3 separate regions of the Mus musculus genome follow, and all the other regions are linked to region 2. A link is a contact called in public HiChIP or PLAC-seq data. All regions are on one chromosome and are shown on one strand. The core of a region is the stretch at or near the end of the contact, and the rest is flanking DNA. Distances in the headings are between cores, read along the strand shown. Region 1 overlaps Gab2 (growth factor receptor bound protein 2-associated protein 2). Region 2 holds the start of Gab2 (growth factor receptor bound protein 2-associated protein 2). Region 3 overlaps Gab2 (growth factor receptor bound protein 2-associated protein 2).

Region 1 (4,058 bases), core at 752-3,251, 190 kb after region 2:
CACACATACCCCAGATCCATGTGGTAGAAAGAGAAACAACTCCCAGAAGCCAAGCACCAGGAAGTAGTTACATAAATTCAGACAAGAGATATTTTGTTGATGGTTTTTTTTTAAAATCTCACTATGTAGAGATCCACTATATGTAGGCACCTCTACTCTCCTTATGTACACTGTGGTATACATATCTAGTCACCAATACAAACATAGTTAAATAAATAGCAAATAAAAGCAATAAAGATTATATGTCTCTTCCAATTCCCTGTGTTGAGTTATGAACAAGGACACTGAGATTCTGAGAGGCAAAATCACTTTAAAAGTAAATACACTGGGTCACTCAACTGACTTTGGGTCTGTGCTTAAGGCAAGGGTGGGCTGCAGAAATAAAGATAATCATACCTTTTATCTGTACACCAGACTGATAATTTATTGCAGGTGTGAGGGGAGCACTGAATGATAAGACAAAGGTTATGATAAAAGGTTAAGATTAAAAAGAAAAGGCTCAAGCCGGGCGGGTGGTGTCGCACACCTTTAATCCCAGCACTCGGGAGGCAGAGGCAGGCGGATTTCTGAGTTCAAGGCCAGCCTGGTCTACAAAGTGAGTTCCAGGACAGTCAAGGCTATACAGAGAAACCCTGTCTCGAAAAACCAAACCAAAAAAAGAAAAAGAAAAAAAAAAGAAAAGGCTCATTGTCAAACCAGGAACCTTTATTTTGAAGGCAATAAGAAATCAGTAACTGTAACTGAAGAAATAGTGCTTTATTATCTTATAATAATAATACAAGAGACTGGTATAATTCTGAAAACCCTCTGAAGTGCAAAGAGAATTGGTAAGAAATACTGTGGAAAAAGTGAACAAGAAGATAGTTTTCAAAAGAGACAGAGCTCTGTAAGACATCTGAAGGAGAACAGGAAGCCATTGTTAAGTGTACAATGGCAGACTGGCATGAATGTTGAGAAGCCAGGGAAATCAGAGAGTGACTAGGTTTCTGCCTTTGACAACTGATGGGAAAGGTATTGATGCGCTTCCCTGAGACAGAAAGTGTTGGACAAAGGAGCTGGCTTAGATTCTGAGCTTAACTAGCTGATGGGATATAAAGGAAGAGGCCAGCAGGTAAGGGGTGATGTACAGTAGAAAGCTCTGGAAGGACTGAGCTAGAGATTGAAGTTTTAGAGTTATCATCATTTGAGTGGCATTTAAAGCTTAAGCTTAATAATAGGCAATATGCCTCCAGAGAAAGGCTTTATGGCCAGAGGGAAGTTATAGGAAAGTCTAAAACTAGAGTCTGAGGAATTAAGAGATAGGCAAAGCAAGAAGGAGCCAGAAAGTCAACTGAGAGTATAGAACCTCATCAAAGGGTTTCTTTTTACACCTCCCCTGTGTCTTCTCAGACAGAGCTTATGTTCCTCCCCTGGTGCCATGACTACTCCGTCCTTAGTATAAACCCTCTTTCATCCACCACTGGAGAGTTCATTTTGCAAATCTAATGGAATAATAAGTGCATTGATTCTGTTAACAAACATCCAGGTCACTATGAGACCTGTTATAGGAATTCATTTTGAAGATCAATACAGCTATCATGGAACAGTTTCTCCCTAGAGACTCATTGACTTTCTCTCTTCTGTCCTTTCCAGTGCTAGGAGTGACTAGAGTGTAATTAGTACTGTACATCATGAATAAGCTGGTAATCCTGCCTCGGGCCATGTGGATAGTACAGCCTGAAATAGGTCAGAAAACAGTAGCTAAAGAACCTTATCTCTTCTGATAGGATTTGAATGACTCTAGAAAGCCATCATCTCCCAAAATATTCCTCCCTACCTAGCATATTATCTGAACTTATATCTTTATACCTTTATTTCTTGAGAATATAAGTTTCATGGTTGGAATTTTAAAATGTCAAATGTTTTATTTATGTAATCATGGACTAAGAACCCCCTATGTGGGACTATATTAGGTACATGCTAGGACTGTGTAGTAATAATCTCACTGACACGGTTCTCAGAAACCAAGTGCAAGGAAGCAGAATGACCATAGGTATAAACAAAGCATAAGCTGAAACCTGTCAGCTCCAAGAAAGAAAAAAAAGCATTCAGAAAGGTATTTGTGGGAATGTAATATCTGCATAGGATCTTGAAATCTTCATATGAGCTTGCTAGAAGTAGAGAAGGAATCCAGTTTGTAGGAACAGCATAAGGAGAAAGAATCAAAGAATTACTCCCAACCCCCAAATAGGCAGCTATGCTCAGGGGCTGATGATGCTTCCATCTGCTTTGCTTATGTGTGGAGAGAAAGCAGGAAGTAGGTCAGACTAAGGAAATGTGGACTAAGCTTAGAGAGCCAGCCAAATGAATAATGCTTTGGGCTGGGGTGTAGTACTCTAAACCTTTATCTGTCCTTAAATACCTCACTTCCTTTCTAATACAACAGAGGAGAGTTTGAGATAAGAAGAAAAAAAGAAAGGCCAGTGGAAAGAGAACAAAGCTGCCCTAGAAGATATGGAAGAGTACCAGGATGACCAAGGGTCTAGTCTGAAGGGACAGCTCTGCTTTTGTTTGTGTTTTTATCATTATTGCACAAAGGCATAGTTTTGGACCTTAATCAGTGAGTCTTTAGTAAGCAGTGTCTCATTTAGTGGAGCCAGAAGCTTTGAGGGAGGTAATAACTGCAGGAACCTGCCATACCCTAAATGGCTTCTTAGTCCTGGAAACCTTGACTGTGGTGACAAGAGAACAAAGAAAGGACAGCCAGCCAAGCATGATGGTGTACAACTGTAATCCCAGGATTAAAGTTCAGGAGGCAGAGGCAGGCAGATCTCTGAGTTAGACTAACTTGTCTACATATGAATTCCAGGCCACCAAGAAACAACATACAGACATATAGAAAAGCTAGAATCTTGGACTGTGCTTTCTGTTGAACACCTGCAAACCAGAAACCCAGCTCTGTTTGTTATGTATAACACAGGAGAAGACCTTACCTAGTCTGAGTAGGAGGGCTCTGTAGGGAAAAAGACTTAGTTTGCAGACATTCAGGAAGGGGAAGTTGAGGTTTCTAGTTTTTGTATATACACAGTGCTCACGTATTCTTAAACACTGTTACCTAGACCAGAGGAAGGTCTTGCCATGCCTCTGAGCCTCACTCAAGGAAGGCTCATGAGTCAGAGTCACTGAGGTTCTTGACAAGGCCATGGGCATGTCAACAGTATACATTCACTCCAATCTTCATCTGCTCCCAACAGGAGCCACCTACAGGAAGGAAGCATGGTGCTCACCCATCCAGAGTCTAGTCTTGTCACTCTAAGGGTCACTCTGGGATTGGATAGGCAAACCCCCTGGGTAGAGCAGATCAGGTCTAGGTTATGATAACCTGGCCTTCAGACTTCTCCTAAGCTTTTCAGAGGTGTAACTCATCTCCCATTCAGCCAAGATGGCCACAATGCCCAACCTGCCTCCCTGGGAAGACAGAGGTAATGAGTGTCTGAGGGAAAGAATGTGGCAGCCATATTACTGTCTCTTATCCAAATACTTTTTTTCTCTCTCTGACAACTGTCTTTAAGACAAGGACACTTTCCCTACTTTATTTCACTCACAAAGCCCTTTCTTCTTTTCACAGACTCCCTGAGGAACCTTTCTTCAGCCAGTCATGGTCCCCGCTCTTCTCCAGCTGAGTTCAGCTCCAGTCAGCACCTGCTCCGAGAACGGAAGTCCTCAGCCCCTTCACACTCTAGCCAGCCTACTTTATTCACGTTTGAGCCCCCTGTGTCAAGCCACATGCAGCCTACCTTGTCCACCAGTGCACCTCAGGAGTATCTCTACTTGCACCAGTGCATAAGCAGAAGGACAGAAAATGCAAGGTAGGAGACTGCCATGGCCACCATGCGGGAAAGTGACTACTCAGGGCCTTTGACTCTCTAGTCCCTGAATTTCAGTTTTAATGTCAAGGGAGTAAAAATGCTTACTTTTTTAGGCAAAGAAACACAAAGATAACAAGACATCTTTTATATAAACCTTTATATAACCTTCATAATTTTTGTTTTGATCTGTGTTACTACAAAATCATCATT
Region 2 (3,944 bases), core at 98-2,597:
CTCCCTGTTGATAAAGTGGGTTACTAAGCAACTTCATGAGAAACTAGAAGGGAACCTACCTTTTAAATGCTGTTTGGAAAGGTACTTTGTGAGTTAAAAAAAGAACTCTTACCAAAGGTTTTGGTTTTGCTTTTCTTTTTCCTCCACTTTCCCCCTGGAGCACTGGTGTTGGGTGTTTGCTTCCTGGTCCTTTATCTCAACCCTCTCAGCACAAGCCAGTGAGAAAAAGATCTCTATATTCACATTTATATAGGAGAGATCTCTTATAAAGTCAATGAGTGGAAACTCTGGACATTTTTATCACAATTTCTTGTTCTTTTATACCTCCTTGTTTTCCAATTCATTGTGTTCTGCAAAACTTACAGTTTCCTTTTACTGGATTCAGTTTTCCCAGAGGCACTATGGGAGAGCGCCAGCTGGACTTTGTTTCTCAGCAATAAGATCTAGTCCCGTCCAGTCCCCCCACACCCCCCCCCCAAGCACCCTTTGATCTACAGACATTACTGCAGTAATGTCACTCTGGGAAAAAAAAAAAAAAACAGGAGAGAAGATTCCCCTCCCCTCCTCCCAAAACACCTGGATTAGAAAGGCCTGCATTGTGTCAGCTGTGTGGCTTCAGGCTATCTGTAAAATGGGTATAATTATGACCTATCCAATTTGTAAGGCAGTGAAGATAATCGCTGTGGAAGGTGAATGCAGTAAGCTCCCAGCACACAGTATGTCTGTTTGCTGCTTCTCTGGCCTAGAGATGTGAGAGTTAACTTACAGTGAAGCAGGACTCATTTCAGCCAGAATCGGACTTACTGAAACCTGAAACTGTGGGAATGGACAGGAAACCGGAGCAGTCCTTGGATCTCTGTCCTACTCTTCCACGACGCTGGGGAAGAGGGGTTGAGCATAGGCTCAACGTTCGACCTAGGGTGGATAGCCTCTGGCCTTCCCTCACCCTAGCACCGGCACCACCCAGAGGTCTTCACGACCCCGCCTGCAGCTCCAGGCTTAGAGGGGGGAAAAAACCAACAACAGCCACCAAGACCCTGAGGACGCAGCTGCTGGCGACAGCTCGTCTCACGGCCTCCGGGCCTGTGGGGTCCAGGCTAACTGGCCTCTGCGCCGGCTGCCCTCGGGGACCTCGCGGGGCTGTGGGCGTGGCGAGCGCCCGCCTGCTGAGGCGCCCTGGTGGGGCTGTGTGTGTGTGTGTGTGCGCGCGCGCGCGCGCGGCCGGAGGGCGGGGGGGGGGGGTGGAACTCGAGCGCGCGCAGGCAGCCGGGCCCGCGCGCCTCACTGCCTCGTCCTCGCCCCGGGGCTGCCGGGCCCCTCCCCTCCCCCGCGAGCCGCGCACCGGCAGCCGGCTGACCCAGCAGCCCGCGCCCGCGCCCTTGTCCGCGCGAGCCGGCGGCGGGCTCCAGTTTAGCCGGCGACATGAGCGGCGGCGGCGGCGACGACGTGGTGTGTACCGGCTGGCTGAGGAAATCGCCTCCCGAGAAGAAGTTGAGGCGCTATGTGAGTGAGGCGAGCGGGCGAGCGGGCGCGGCCCGGCGGGAGGGCGGCCGGGGGCTGTCCCGCGGCCTCGGAGATGGGGGCGCTGAGAGAGGCCGGGCGCGGCGAGCCGGGGCCCCGCGGCCTCCGAGGGCGAGAGCGGCGGGCGCGAGTGGGGCGCCTCACACCTGTCACAGGTGCGCCGCCGAGGGGCGGGGCGCAGGTCGGGGCTGCGGCTGCCGCCTGCCTCCCCGAGAACTCCTCGCTCGCCGAGCCGAAGTTTGGAGCGATTGTTCCGGGCGACCGGGAGAGTAAAACGCCCGGGGCCGAAGGAGCCGAGTCGCCCCGATCGGGAGGGTAGGCTGAGGGGCCGCGCGGCCCCGGGCCCACAAAGGGCGAGGCGCCGGCGCCCCTCTCCCGGTCCCTTTCTCTGTCCGCCCCTCCCCGGTGGCCGCCTTGCTTCCTTCCAGTCTGCGGCCACTACATCACGGGCAGCGTCAGCGGCATGTGCAGCGCTTGTATTAAGTGACTCATTTGTTTGTCCCCCTTCTTTCCCATTATTCCGAATGTTTCTCACATACCCCCCCCCCCCACACACACACACCGCGGTCCTCCGCCCCACGGGGTGACACTGCAGTTTGGTCCTCAATAACTGGCCAGAGTTTTGTGTCGTCTGGTGTCTGGGGTCTGAAGATGTGGCTCTGAATTGCTAGGTGGTGCGAGCTGGCTGTGTGTAGTGAAATTGGTGGGACGGGCCGTCCCCTCTACGTGAGAAACTGGCAGTTGGGGTCGGGGCACCCACTTCTTGTCTACCGAGCTCAGAGAACAAAATGGTGCCAGGATCCGAGATTGGGGTAGTCTGAGGAGTTTAGAAACGGAAAGTCCGTTAAAGGAGTGCAGGTCCTCCCATCTTCTCGCTCTCCACTTGCCAAGAATCGTCCTTGTTCTGCTGCCTGGGAGTGCTGGACTCTGAGAAATCACTCCCACAGCCTGGAAGTGAGCGGTCGCTTCCAGCTGCAGTGCATCAAGGGAGCTCCCAACAGACCCTGCCCTCTGTCAGCTGCACTAGTGGCTGGCCATGGGGGACAGAAGCTTACCAGAGTTTCCTGTCTCTACTCCCCAGATCAGAATCAAGGGACTTCTGGCCTCTGGACTGAGGAAGTGACATTCTGTTTTTCAAAGGAAGTGTTGTTGGGGAGTGCAAGTGTGTCAATGAAACCAGGCTCTGACTTAGGTCACTTGCTTGCTGGGAAGAGGGGGCAGGGGGAAGGGCAGGGAATCTAAGGATTTAGTGCATGCCTTTTGAAAATGGACAGAGATTTGGCATACAGTAATATAGTAGGGGTGTTTAAGCTTGAAAGCTCATTTGGGGGGGGGAGTTGATATGAGTAAAATATTTTAATTACTAGGAGCTTTTTCTTTTGTTTTGTTCTGTTGCCTGTTGCTGTAGCCTAGGCTTGAACTGCCAGCACTTACACTTGGGAAACAAGAGACAGGAGGATCAGAGGTTCAAAACCAGCCTAGCTTGCTACTTGAGACCCTGTCTCTCATTTGCATACCAAACAACACACACACACACACACACACACACACACACGCACGCACGCACGCGCGTGCCCATCATGGATGCACACAACTTCAAGATGGCTTAATGGGTAAAAGCAGTGTCCCTTAAGCCTGTTGACTTATGTTTGATCCTCTGGAACCCATATAAAGATGGAAGAAGAGTTCTGACCTACACACTCACGCTGTGGTGTCGCGTACACTCACACAGTCTCTCATATACACAATAATAGTTAAGAAAATTGTGTGGGGTGACTTTGTCGGGATTGGGTGGGGTGGTTGTTCACGCCTACAGGCATGAGCATGCATCCAGTATCTGGAAGATGGAGGCTGGAGTGGCAGGCGTTCAAGATCATCCTGGACTGCTTAGTGAGCTCAAGGCCAATCCAGACTACATGACCTGCCGCTGAAATAGTGTCCAGTTTAAAAAAATAAAATAAAGATTTCAGATTAGAAAGGAATGTAGCATAGTTGATAGAACGTTTGCTTAGCATACAAGATGTCCTGGGTTTTATCCGAGTACATCATAAACAAGTGCTGGGTGGCACAAGGCTGTAATCCCAGCATTCCAAGGGGGAGGGGGAAGGAGGATTAGAAGTTCAGGTCATCCTTGAATTTGAGAAAACAAACAGAAATACTACTTTAGAGATCTTTGGAACTTTGTTTTTTGAAATAGCTTGTAAAAAAAAAGTCGATACTCGTTGCTACTTTGACTCAGGACTGGATGAAGATACAGACTTACGAAGATTCTCTTTATGACCTAGCTCTTGAGTATTTTTTAGAACAGAGTTAGCTCAGAATAAGCCAAGTTTGGAGGCTTGTGTTAAACACAGATTTTACCCTTTTAAACTCCTTAGCAGTCTTGGGTCCTCTGGTGACCTCAGCCTCCTTCTCACACACAT
Region 3 (4,425 bases), core at 1,182-3,681, 130 kb after region 2:
AACATATAAATAGTGTTAGAGTTGGATCTTGATACCTCTGATCATGTTTGGTTGTGTATTCATTGCTGAGCCAGCCACTGTGGCTCACTGGGAGTTCTTCCCATGCTTTATGCTCTACCCACTACAACCTGTAATTAGTATGCTAAATATAGAAGGTGAGCTTTTCCTGGATGTCCATTGTGTTTCTGGTGTCTGTGCAGTACTACCTCACCCTCATCTGTCTGAGAGCTTTGGCTTTATTCACTTTTCCTGTTTTTACCAACAGAAAAACAGATATTCTCTCCTTTTGTTCCTTTAGTAAGGCTATCACTAGAGAGTTATCTAGTACACTATGAGTTCTAAGTACTGTGCTAAATGCTAAGATAAAAAGAGCCCTGACCTCAATGTAACAGTCTTGTGATTAGATAAGGCTCATTCTGTGTTCATCTAGAGCTGAAAGAATCTTCCTAATAAATAAGTCAGGACTCAGTAACTATATTGCCTTCTCTGGGAGGTTTCACGTTTCATGTGTCATTAAACTTTGTGCTAAGAGCTAAAGCCTGAATTCTAGTGCTGCTATTGTCTTCTGCCATCAGTTAACTACAAACCTGAATATTTTCTGTAAACTCTCTGGCTAGTCAGGCTCTTTCTTGGGCTCTTACTAGACCTTTGGGACAAGAAGGTCTGAGGCTATGATACTTGCTAGTTGTATACTCTCTGAGGATTTTTCTTTCATCTGTGAAGGGGGTTGTGTTTACCTTCACTCACTGGTTTAGGAATTAAATGTGATAGGAGACATATCTGTCATAGCATGTTGCAGGAGCTCAGGTAATACGTACTTTGATTTCCTCAAAGTAAGTTTGAAGTTCTTGGGGTCTAGAGCAGTTCAAATATTCCTAGAAGAAACATAGCTACAGAGCTCTTCCTCCTCCAGGAATGTGCTCTCTCCATGCTTCTACTGGGTATAATGGGACAGAAGTCTGGCCTAATGTACTTCACACTGAAATAAATTAGGATATAATTGTATTAAGAAGTCAGATTAAATCTTCTACCTGTAGTTACTTGGGAGTCTGGGGGATGAGAGTAGATTTAGAGTTGGTAATGGTGATTTTTTTTTTTAAAGAAAGCAAGGGGAGTTTTAAAAATAAAGTACTTGTTTGTGTTCTACCTAATAGAGTTGGAGTATTGATAATGTAGTAGACTCAGGTTTTAATAACCCTCCCTTGACAGGAATCTCCTGGCTTATTGGCAGTTTTTGGTTTTACCTTCATCAGAAAGAGGGAAGTTAAAAGGACACACCCATTTCTAGAAGTTATGCAAAACTCTTTTCCAAGAAATGCCTTGCCCCTTCTACAGCTTTAGCCACAGAATCTGGAGAAAGATGATTGGAGGCACTGAGAAAATTTTAGTCATCAGAGAAGAATTCTGTTATCTGTTGTACCTAAGCCATGACAGAAGATTGTGGAGTTTTAGAAATACTTTCAACTGCCAAAGAAGAAAGTAATAGAAGGTACTGCCTAGCTTGGCTATTTAGAAGAACACATCTCTCACTTCTAAGAATCTAAGTAATCTAGTTAAATAAGATATCATGATATCAGGTTGCCTTAGTGAACACCATGTGAGGCTCCCTAGGTTGGAAGAGACTTTGGTCTCTCACCCATTTGTTACACTCATCCTCCTACAGCACCCTCTACCTTTTCTTCATAGCCTTTCTACCTTATCCTAATCCCTGATTTAGCAAACAGCTGAACCACACACTTTGGGAACAGTTTGGTGAATTCAAGCTAGATGTTTGCTTATAAATTGTAATGTTCATGCTACTATAGATTTGATAGTTGTAAGAAAGACTATATGCCCTAAAATGTTTACTGTCAGCCCTTTACAGGAAACTTTAATGATAAGTATTGTACCCTAGGCTGTCTCTTTTTCAGAATTTTTAGTATTAAAGATTCTCTAATTTTCATAGAGCATCTAAGAAAATCCTTAGTAATTCAAGAAGAATCGTTTTATTTAGTATAATACTTAAGGCAGAACAAAAGAGTCTAGAATTTTAGAAGTACTTTCAGTTTTCAGGGCTGAAGCTAAAAGGATCTTCAGAAAGTTCCTTTTTCCTTAAAAGACAATTTACCTATAAGAACTAGCCTAGTTCAACTTGATTATGTAGACTAACCTAAAACAAACCAGGTTCTTGTCCCATATGTAAAGCAGCCTTTATGTTTAGAACCCATATTCATGACCCCAGGGAATCTCCCTGGAGACTGATATGGTAGAATTTTATAAGCTCTTCACCACCAACAAAATACTTATAATGTGATTTAGTCATCGTAAGTCTCAGTGGAGGCTTATTTTATTTTTCTGGTTGCCAAAGAGCAATAGAAGGAAGTCATGACCTTGTTCTGTGCGCACTTACAGACCTAACCTAAAGGACAGACAGGATCACATGAGATGTACTCTGCTCAACGGCAGGAGTGATGCAACTTCCAGGTCATATGTTCCCACATTCGTGTCTCTGTGGTCTGGGTAATTGTGAAATGGTTTGTTTTCTAACTAGATTTGGGTACAAAAGGAAAACAGTCACTTCTGTTTCATCAGAGCAAATGGTAATCTCTACTTGATTCTAGACATAAATTTGACTTTGTTTTGACTTTTTAGACAGTATACTCTTACGTTAGGAACTTCTTTATGTCCCATTATAAGTAAGTAAGATGTACTGTCTCTTCCTCTCTGACTTGATTATTACTATTCTATTTATTTATTTTATGTATTTTGATGAGTTTTGACTTTGATGTTTTGTTTTTGAGGCAAGATCTCACTCTGGTACACAAACTAATGATTCTGCTGCCACATTATTCTCCTTTAGATTGCCATTTTCTCTGACCATAGAAAGCTATAGCAACAGCTTCCTAAATAGTTTTTGTTGTTGTTGTTGTTGTTGTTGTTATTCGCTAGTTCACCTTCCTCATTGCTAGATGAGCACTAGTTAACATTTTAACAAATAGCCACAGAGCACTAGTTAACATTTCTCTACTGCTATGCACTTTGCAGCAACTCCCATTACCAATAAAGATACAGCTTCTAAGGGTGGTTCTGAAGGCCTCACAGGACCCCTAAGTTCTTCCTTTCCTCCTTTCCACATCCAACTTACCAAATTTCCAAACCTCTCTTGTCTTTTTTCCAATGCCCAGGCCTGGTTCATACCATGTGACCTTTTTAAAGCAAAGCCTTTTTCCTTTCTTTATAGCTTTCCTTGTAATAGTCATTTTACTCATTTCTCTCTCCTTTTTCTCTCCCCATTTTCCTCCTTTCTCTCCCTCTCTCCTCTTTGTTTCTCCCTCTCTGTTCCTGTTTCAGTGATATGCTAAGAAACTGTGGCTCTTTTTATGATACATCTAAAGCTCTGCTTCATCGTTTAGGGCTATATATTAATGTCTTATCTTCCTGCAACTTTATAAATATTTTAAGTTGTTTAAAAGGAATGTTTCCATCATGCCTCTCTTCTTTAAACCACATAGCATAGAGCATGGTTCATCGTTGTTTCCACTGAATACTTTTTTAAAAACTTGATTTCTTTTTCAGAGCTGAGGACTGAACCCAGGGCCTTGTACCTGCTAGGCAAGCGTTCTACATTAAGCTAAATCCCCAACCCCCAAAACTTAATTTTTCATAAGACAAAAATTTCCACCTATTTACCCTTTTTTATTTGTAAGGGTAAATCTATGTATGTGTGAATGCACATGTGCACAAAAGTACCCAAATGGGCCAGGAGAAAGTGTCAAGTCCATCCCTGGAGCTGATGAGCCTCTTGATGTACACACTGGAGCAGCAGCCAGCACTCTTAACTGCTGAGCCATCTAGTTCTTTATTTATCTTTTAACTATTTTATAGCTTGGACATTTTACCTTCAAATCTATTGTTCATCTTTTGTCACTGTCTTGTTAGCCTATTTGATTTTCAGAGGGAGTCTCTGTATGGGCCTGAGTAGTTGGTATTATAGGCACGTGCCACTACTCCTTTCCTGAGCCTTTTTTCCCTAGTATCATTTGTTGAAAAGTCTGTCTGTCTTCCATTTAATTTCTTTTGTACCTTTATCAAAAATTAGTGGGGACCAGCAAGATATTTCAGTGGGTAAAGATGTTTGTTGACAAACCTGACAACCCAAATTTCATCTCCAGGACCTACATGGTGAAAGGAAAGAACTCTTGCAAATTGTCCTCTGACCTCTACACTTGCACTGCGGCACACATGCCCACCTCCCCCAAATAAATAAATGTAATAATAAAAATAAAGAAAGAAAAATCAGTGGATATATCATGTGAATATAGTTCGAGTTTTCTGTTTTGTTACATTGTTCTCTGTTTGTAGTTCTCATCCAGTATACATCATCTTGATTGCCATAGCTACAGAACATTTAAAATACATACACTGCGGCTCGACAGATGACTCACT

What was found. HiChIP or PLAC-seq counts read pairs in DNA pulled down with a chosen protein or histone mark.
Region 1: a contact with region 2 is called in an H3K27ac HiChIP or PLAC-seq map of microglia, with 7 times the contacts expected there. The contact joins the enhancer-like site here to the promoter of Gab2 in region 2. A contact is called at or near these places in 5 of 39 promoter capture datasets (the C10 cell line, the HPC-7 cell line, embryonic stem cells and 2 more), 3 of 15 datasets of contacts at CTCF or cohesin (CD8 T cells, large pre-B cells and pro-B cells), 4 of 484 Hi-C or Micro-C datasets (bone marrow-derived macrophages, cerebral cortex and forebrain), 21 of 115 datasets of contacts at active chromatin or transcription factors (the 230-238 cell line, the HPC-7 cell line, acute myeloid leukemia and 15 more) and 3 of 9 other capture datasets (adipose tissue, liver and macrophages).
Region 3: a contact with region 2 is called in an H3K4me3 HiChIP or PLAC-seq map of bone marrow-derived macrophages, with 7 times the contacts expected there. The contact joins the enhancer-like site here to the promoter of Gab2 in region 2. A contact is called at or near these places in 8 of 39 promoter capture datasets (the C10 cell line, the HPC-7 cell line, embryonic stem cells and 3 more), 3 of 15 datasets of contacts at CTCF or cohesin (CD8 T cells, the G1E-ER4 cell line and pro-B cells), 20 of 484 Hi-C or Micro-C datasets (the BV-2 cell line, the C10 cell line, the G1E-ER4 cell line and 13 more), 13 of 115 datasets of contacts at active chromatin or transcription factors (the 230-238 cell line, CD8 T cells, the HPC-7 cell line and 8 more) and 3 of 9 other capture datasets (adipose tissue, liver and macrophages).

What each region holds. Positions count from the first base shown.
Region 1 is chr7:97,268,195-97,272,252 of GRCm38.p6, forward strand. It overlaps Gab2 (growth factor receptor bound protein 2-associated protein 2), which reads left to right. Exons shown (of 10, transcript NM_010248.2): 3 at 3,608-3,848. Among named protein-coding and RNA genes, the nearest start is that of Usp35, 62 kb to the right of the region's middle. Within about 2 kb of position 2,002, at least 50 of the 459 cell types and tissues checked have an H3K27ac peak or open chromatin away from gene starts, as enhancers often do. A contact at or near this core is called in the HPC-7 cell line, acute myeloid leukemia, adipose tissue and 4 more, where this site is marked.
Region 2 is chr7:97,080,404-97,084,347 of GRCm38.p6, forward strand. Gab2 (growth factor receptor bound protein 2-associated protein 2) reads left to right here and starts at 1,348. Exons shown (of 10, transcript NM_010248.2): 1 at 1,348-1,503. The coding sequence starts at 1,423.
Region 3 is chr7:97,208,875-97,213,299 of GRCm38.p6, forward strand. The region is part of intron 1 of Gab2 (growth factor receptor bound protein 2-associated protein 2); the gene reads left to right. Among named protein-coding and RNA genes, the nearest start is that of Usp35, 120 kb to the right of the region's middle. Within about 2 kb of position 2,432, at least 105 of the 459 cell types and tissues checked have an H3K27ac peak or open chromatin away from gene starts, as enhancers often do. A contact at or near this core is called in the 230-238 cell line, the BV-2 cell line, CD8 T cells and 14 more, where this site is marked.